Linked DNA regions of Aedes albopictus: region 1 is linked to region 2. Evidence: chromatin contacts called from public Hi-C data. All regions are on one chromosome and are shown on one strand. Each heading gives the region's core, a stretch centred on a gene start, on an enhancer-like site or on the middle of the called end of the contact. The rest is flanking DNA. Distances are from core to core; before and after follow the strand shown.

Region 1 (3,776 bases), core at 744-3,243, 180 kb after region 2:
GGGAGGTTCAGAATATCCAAAAAATGACAACGTGGCTTATGGACAAACCCTCTACGTATCTGAATCAGTAGACTCGGATCTCTCATCAGAAAAAAAAATCCTGAAAAAACGCAGTAGTGCGAGTAAATACAGCTTCTGTGACAGTCTCAAGAATTAAAAAAGTTCTACCAGAACCTCAATGTGATGCAACGACTTCATACAGGAAGCCAAAATATGCACGGCCGGCCTCTTGACGGATGGATTTCAGTTGATTGAAAGGTGGAAGCAGTACTTCAATGAACATTTGAATAACACGGAGAACTTAAGCACGGATGACTGAGATGACGGCGGAAAACACAACGTCAACACTAGCTCAAAAACAACAAAGTAGAGCTTGAGTGTCATCAGTAATCTCACGCTCCCAAATTCGTCCTATTCGAGCGATAGCGGCACCAATTAATTACGTTCTTTTTGTTTTCATAGGTGCTCACTTCTAACAAAAAATACAAAAATAATAAACAAAACAAATAGCGCTTCAGTTCTTTCTTTTTAGAAGGTTGAAAAAAGGAATGAGATGATAGGAAAGGGAACCAATACCCTAGTTGATGAGGAAAACTTAGCAGATGATGTGCATATTGATGCCCAGAAAAGTTGGTCAATTGTCTGTAAGGCCGAATTATGATCAATTATGATCAGGGCCCATATAGCCGAGGCGGTAAACGCACGGGTATTCAGCATGACCATGCTGAGGGTGACGGGTTCGATTCCCGGTCGGTCCAGGATCTTTTCGTAAAGGAAATTTCCTTGACTTCCTTGGGGATAGAGTATCTTCGTGCCTGCCACACGATATACACATGCAAAATGGTCATTGGCAGAGGAAGCTCTCAGTTAAAAACTGTGGAAGTGCTCATAGAACACTAAGCTGAGAAGCAGGCTTTGTCCCAGTGAGGACGTTACGCCAAGAAGAGAGAGAGAGAGATGATCAAAGAATGTAGACTGTAGAGGCGTAGACAAACTCTGGACAACATTCTAGCTGACAATGTGTTCATCAGAAATACTTTTTTTCTTTTAGTCATAGGCTTTTCTTTCTAGTTTTACTATTCAGAGATTAGTTGGCGTAGAAGTTGCGAATGTTTTTTGTTAGATTTTTATTTTTTTCGAATCATAGGCTGTACTTTCGAGTTATACTGATATAGGAATCTGTGGCAGGGATGGGAATTGCTAGCTCCGTCACAACTTTGGTATGCGTGTACGAATCTTAAGTTAAGTTATTATTATTTTAGATAAAACCACAAGGTAAAAATGCTCCATACACTGTTTGTTGAAAGCATGCTCCTGAGCTGTGATAATGTCAAGGGGCTGTCCATTAATTACGTAAGGGAATTTTAGCGATTTTTCGATACCACCTCCCCCCCCCCCCCTTGAAAGATTTTTTGTATGAGAACCCAACATTTTTTGTATGGCGCGTAAGATTTTTCAAAGCCCCCCTCCCACCATAAACCCTTACGTAATTAATGGACAGCCCCCAAGTGAGTGTTCCCATCCTTGCACTTAAGTTCATCATAACTTTTTCGGCCAAACGACATTCGGCCAAACTGAACTTCGGCAAAATGACTCAGAACTGTTATTGCATAGTTGGAACCTGTGAAAACGAATTTGGCCGCTAACATCTGCGAAATTTGTCAGATTATGAAAGTACGAGGGCGTGAAATAAGGAAATTATGGAAAAAGTAATTAAAAGATTGATTATAAAATTACTTTTCTTCAAATTAGATCAGATTTAATGAAAAAAAAAACCTTTCCCTTAAGCATTTTCTGTCTCTAGGCTACCTATACCAACACGTACAATATCGTGGAAGACTTTTCTATAGCAAGTCATACCTCGCTCATAGCTTTTACACAACAACATGTTCATAAAATGCATCGTAAACGTTGCTTACCGATGTGCAGGTATTTACCCATCAGCTCATGCCTGTGTGAAAGAGGTTGGTTCTGTCAGTCAAAAAACCCTGTCAGTCAGCTCAGCTCAGCTTGTGTCAAAAGAGATGAACCCAACTTCAACAAAAGTTGTTGTAATCATCGCAATTTAACCCATGAACCAACAACCGAACAGTTTGTTCGTGTATTTATATGCGAAGTAGAGAACCGAGCCGAGTGCCGAGAGAAGAGACGAAGAAAGAAGAAGTAGGTGTCTGCAGTTCGATAGAGGAGGTATAGGAAGAAGTGATTTTTTGGAAGCTGGTGCATTTGGCCAGGAAGGTAGAGTGAAAATTTTGTGTGGTTTTATGGCGACGATGTACCTGACTTGGGCATAAATTGATCGGTTTGGGTGCGATTGTTCGCGTGAGTTGTAATACGTGCGTAATTGATGTTTTAAGTTTGGAAAATGTTTCAATATTTTGTATTCGACTCGATCGAAAACATCTGTCAAACTAGTGCATGCAAGCACAATCCTGTTCCTGGGGGTTGTGAAAATAAATAAATATTTCCCATATTTGTGATGTTTACCAGTTCATAAGTTAATCTAATCGAGTCTGTTCGAAAGTGTAACATGTTGCCTTGAAATTGAATTATAATTCAATAAATTTTAGAAAGTGTTCAATGGAAGGTGTCAATGACTCAGAAGCTAGAAAAAAGACGAGCAAGAGCATAGAAGAACACATTAACAACTGCACCAACAACAACAATAACAATGTTAACATCGTTCTGAATCTCTCTTCATTTTAGGTACCGTACAGAGGAGAAGCAACACCATCAATAACCAAAAGTGAAAAGGAAGAACGATACCTAAATCCATCATAACTGTTCAAGTGCCAATCACACACATACATTACGAATCAACCGCGGCTACTGCTTGAGCAGTACAAGGTTCGTCACAGTGCCAAACACCCAAAAAAGAACTGCAATGATCCCAGCTGGATAGTGCAGATCGATTCAGAGGGCTGCTAATGGTTGCCAAACAGTCGGATCGGTCAAATGTCCGAACGTTGTTTCCGCAGTAGGCTCAAGAGAATGAGCTCTATCGACGGTGGGCCCAATTGGAGGACAGTCTGTGCAATTCGGTTTTGGAGGAGATAATCGCGAAGACGGGAGACGGGGGAGGGCCACTGGCCCCGGGTAGACGCAGAAACGGAGGTTGGAGGAAACTAGAACGACATAACAGGCAGTAGAATGGGAAGTTGTCTGACGTGCTTCAAATCGCCACCGAATGCGACGGTGAATAACGTTGAGGCGATCGACGGGATGGTGACTGGGCCAGAAACGGCCATCACAGATACGGAAGCGGCTATACATGGTATGGGGTGTTTTGCTGGGTACATAAGTTCCTATTGGATAATTTTGTGTTTTATTAACTTGCTAGAAACGGACGACCTGCTGGCGGCCAGTCCGACCAGGGTGACCTCGCTGGGCTCAGAGAGAAAAAGTGGTAGTTTTAGGAAGACGCCTGGATTACTTAATGGGAACATTAATGCACTGCCGGATGGTGGCAGTTTGCCAGGTGAGTAAAATAAGCTTAGATCATTTAATTGGGTTCCTTAGGGGTATCCAGATTATTTTCTTGTCGGGATCTCCGTCTAAAAATTAGTTAAAATTTAATTTTAATGCTGAATTTCATAATTGATGCCCGGGAACTATTTTCAAAATGCATTTAAAGTTTGTATAGTTTTTTTTTTGCTCGGGGCGAATTGTCATTTAATTGATTGAACTGTCATTCTATATATCCACGGAAATTAAAACTGCTTTGTTTATTTACTCATCAAAACAAAGGTATTGGAACGCAATAAAATCACATTAAA
Region 2 (4,274 bases), core at 308-2,807:
GTGTTGCAGAAATGCCGCGAATACAACGTGCCCACACATCACTTGTTCGTCGATTTCAAATCAGCGTATGATACAATCGTTTGAGACCAACTGTGGCAGATTATGCACGAATACGGATTCCCGGATAAACTGATACGGTTGATCAAGGCGACGATGGATCGAGTGATGTGCGTAGTTCGAGTATCAGGGACACCCTCGAGTCCCTTCGAATCTCGCAGAGGGTTACGGCAAGGTGATGGTATTTCGTGCTTGCTGTTCAACATAGCGTTAGAGGGTGTAATAAGGAAAGTGGGGATAAACACGAGTGGAACGTTTTTCACGAAGTCCGTTCAGCTGCTTGGTTTCGCTGATGATATTGATATTATAGCTCGTTAGCTCGTAATTTTGAGGCGATGGCGGAAACGTACATCCGACTAAAGAGTGAAGCTAGGCGAATCGGATTAGTCATTAATGTGTCGAAGACAAAGTACATGATGGCAAAGGGCTCCAGGGAGGAATCACCGCGCCCGCCACCCCGAATTTCTATCGACGATGATGAAATCGAGGCGGTTGAAGAATTCCTGTACTTGGGCTCATTGGTGACCGCTGACAACGACACCAGCAGAGATATTCAGAGACGCATTGTGGCAGGAAATCGATCAACTTTGGACTCCGCAGAACTATACGATCGAACAAAGTTCGCCGTCACACGAAATTAATTATCTACAAAACGCTGATTAGACCGGTCGTCCTCTATGGGCACGAAAGATGGATTCTACGTGCAGAGGACCAACGCGCCCTAGAAGTTTTCGAATGGAAGGTGTTGCGTACCATCTACGGCGGAGTGCAAATGGAAGACGGGACTTGGAGAAGGCGAATGAACCACGAGCTGCATCAGCTGCTGAGAGATTCAACAATCGTCCACACTGCGAAAATCGGAAAGCTATGGTGGGCGGGTCACGTCATCAGGATATCAGATAGCAACCCGACTAAAATGGTTCTCGTGGTGAGTCATCCGACAGGTACAAGAAGACGTGGAGCGCAGCAAGCTAGGTGGGTCGACCAAGTGGAGGACGATCTGCGGACCCTACGCAGAGTGCGGAAATGGAGACAAACAGCCATGGACCGAGTGGAATGGAGACGGCTACTATGTACTAGTAGAGGCCACCCCGGGCCTTAGCCTGATCGGTAAGTAAGTAAGATACCAGTTTGACCAAACACCAAATTGCCGTCGCAACAGAAATAATGTTCAATCAACATATGAATAGATATTTTAAATTAGTTCATAATGAAATCCAGAATAAATTGGACGGTGCGCAGCCATTTATTACCGCCGAGGGACCTATCGTTGGTATATTTTCGACACGCAACCACGTTGCGCAGTCATATCGCAATCTTCCATACAAGCCCCTCGTTTGCAGCGTCTGTCATGCCGCATCAGAGTCTGGAATCACAACCCTGCGCATTCGGTGCCTACACTCTTCCCGCACATTCATTCACAGACCGAGACCGGAGAGCATATTTTTATACAAAACTTGCCTTGCCTCTTGGCCTTTACTACAATATTGCTAGACATGTTTATATGTTGATGGGAAGTGAGAAGCGAGTGAGAGCGAGCCAGCAGAGACTGTAGTAGACCAGACCCTTCCGATTCGTATAGGGGGAAGACATTTTGAAAGCGCAAGTCGAGAGCCGTCCGTCGAGAATTTCTTGCTGGCTCGATGATTTTCATTGATCATTGCCGTTGTTGGTGAACGAAACAGCCAGAGCCAGTCCAGTCAGTCCGTGCTGACAGTGAGCAGACGAATACAGAGCGTGTGCGAAGGAGGAGTTGTGCGTTTCGATCTTCGGTTGGAATATTTGTGAATTTGGGCGATATTCCGGAGGAAAATTACGGTATTCGCGAGTTGGGTGGATATTTTGCGCATCACTGCAATCGTTAACCGTCCGAATGCGGCCGGATAGGCTTTAGTTGGTGCAGTTCCGAGTGGCCAAAAGTCCAGGCCGTGTCCAGGGCCGAAAATCCGAGCGTGAAAATTGTGTGAAAGATTTACGTTCCTCTCTGTGCTGTGTGCTGTGCTGGTTGGATCTCCTCTGTGTTGGTATTTGTGGTTTTTGTGCGGTGGTGCCGTTTCGTTCTGGCGTACGGGACTTGGTCGGGATCTTTTCTTTCGATAAGTCGGTTCCTCCGCGCGCGTCCGCCCCCGCGTACGGTTGTGGGCTGTGTGTTATTTTACTTTTTTCCCATTCAGTACGGGGCAAAGAATAGTGTGTGTATGTATGTTTAGTGCGTACACGCGTGTGTAGTGGTGCGTGTGCTGGTTGGTGAACAGGGCACATACGACGAGGCAAGCAAAATAATATACATCGCAGGTTTTGGAATTCGATTTCCGAATCCATAAAAAAGAAACGCACAGGAAAAGTGCTTCGTGATTTGGAATAGTTTTAGCGAAAAGATTCCGCCCGAAGTGTAGACCGTGTCAGTGAATAGCAGCCGTGGATAGCGCGAAAAGAATTGCCCATTTACTGGAGTGTACAGTGAACTGCATAGGATAGATTTAATTAATCCTAGGAAGAAAATCTCAAGGCAGAAGCGCTGTAGTGTTGGTACGTACAGGTGAACGAAGCAGAGAGACGAGGAACCGATACACGAGAGGGAGTTGCGGCGGTAGCAGGGGCCAGCAAAAAACAGGATGTATCTCAGAAGAATTCACATATCGACGATAGTGTTGGCATGTTTCATGCTGACAGCGCCGTGGTCTAGCGCCTTGGCACAGGATGAACAGGTATGTGTCATGGAAGCACTGGTCTCCGTTCACTAGAATTAGTTTTTGTTTTATCTCCTTCATTAATACAAAAAAAGATTCTCTCCACAAATCATGCAAAGTGACAGTGGAGATGCAGTAAGCTGCAGAGGTTTTCAAAATTGTGGTACAGCGGAGCAGATACATTTGAACATTTTGAAAACCTGTTGAATATTTTGTCGTTTTGAAGAAGACGTTTAACCCTTGAAAGTCGAAGGATTGGGCAAATTATTCGCTCGTCAAAACTTAAAGCAGTCTTGGGTATGCTGGGTTGGAGTAGATTGGTATTGTCTTAAAATACATGCATTAGTTTTGCTTCGAGTGCAGCTTGATGCATCTGAAGGAAGAAGGTGGTTTGGTATACTGAATCTAACCGCTGCTATCTACAGGGGATAGACAAAATGATCGGGGCAGGCAAAATTTTCACTTTTCGAAAAATGTTCAACTGGCTGTAGTTTTTAAAAAAGTGCATCAAATATTATTCAAATTTTTACTGTAAGTTCACCAACTAGTTGTGTATCAGTGGTCCAAATTTGGGAAAAATCGGGCCATTCTCCACGAAGTTATAAAGATTCTTGGAAAAGGTGAAATTATCCGATAGCCAACTTTGGGCTGTTATATCTCCGGAGTCAATGAACCGAATGCAATGAAATTTTGACTATTTATGACTTATATAATGAGCTATGAAAAACTGTTGACTTAACTTAAAATTCTTAACACGGAAGAAAATTACAATGATTAGATTATTTTTCTAATAAAACACCAAATTATCCAAAACTTCAACATCGTTTCAAAATTCAAGATGCAAATTATAGATAATTTAACTTCCCTCTAATTGACATATATACGAATGTGTTTTGAAGGAAAGTAACAACAAATCCTCCAACAAATTGAAAAAGTAATGGAATACATATTTAAAACAGTCCAATTTGCTCAAAAAACGTGAAACAAATAAAATCGCCATAACTTTTTCTTTTGTTGAAAAATTCAAGTTTAGTCAAATGTTTTTTAGAGTTCTTTATATAAGTCATAAATGGTCAAAATTTCATTGCAATCGGTTCATTAAATCCGGAGATATAATAGCTCAAAGTTGGCTATCGGATGATTCTACCTTTTTCTAGAATCTTTATAACTTCGTGGAAAATGGCCCGATCTTTTCCAAATTTGTACCACTGATACACAACTAGTTGATGAACTTACAGTAAAAATTTGAGAATATTCGATGCACTTTTCAAAAAGTTACAGCTAGTTGAACATTTTTTGAGAAGTGAAAATTGTGCCTGTCCCGATCATTTCGTCAATCCCCTGTAACTCAACTGTCTTCAAGATCTTTAAGAAACTAAAAGAGCCATCTGAAATTTGACAAAGAATTGACCTGCACGTGGAGTGCTACCAGACAAGCAAAACTATGAACTCTCTTGACTAGGCCTCTAAATAAGCTGACATTCGATCCCGTGTTAACCAAGATAGCCCATTTGTTAAAAATGAACC

What was found. Hi-C and Micro-C count contacts between places; a contact is called where the count stands out from the background.
Region 1: a Hi-C map of whole body shows a contact between it and region 2, with 6 times the contacts expected there. The contact joins the promoter of LOC109423345 here to the promoter of LOC109423344 in region 2. A contact is called at or near these places in 2 of 3 Hi-C or Micro-C datasets (embryo and whole body).

What each region holds. Positions count from the first base shown.
Region 1 is chr2:493,292,504-493,296,279 of AalbF5, forward strand. It overlaps LOC109423345 (DCN1-like protein 3), which reads left to right and starts at 1,994. Exons shown (of 4, transcript XM_019698298.3): 1 at 1,994-2,163; 2 at 2,707-3,274; 3 at 3,341-3,478. The coding sequence starts at 3,151.
Region 2 is chr2:493,114,696-493,118,969 of AalbF5, forward strand. LOC109423344 (syndecan) reads left to right here and starts at 1,558. Exons shown (of 5, transcript XM_019698290.3): 1 at 1,558-2,765. The coding sequence starts at 2,673.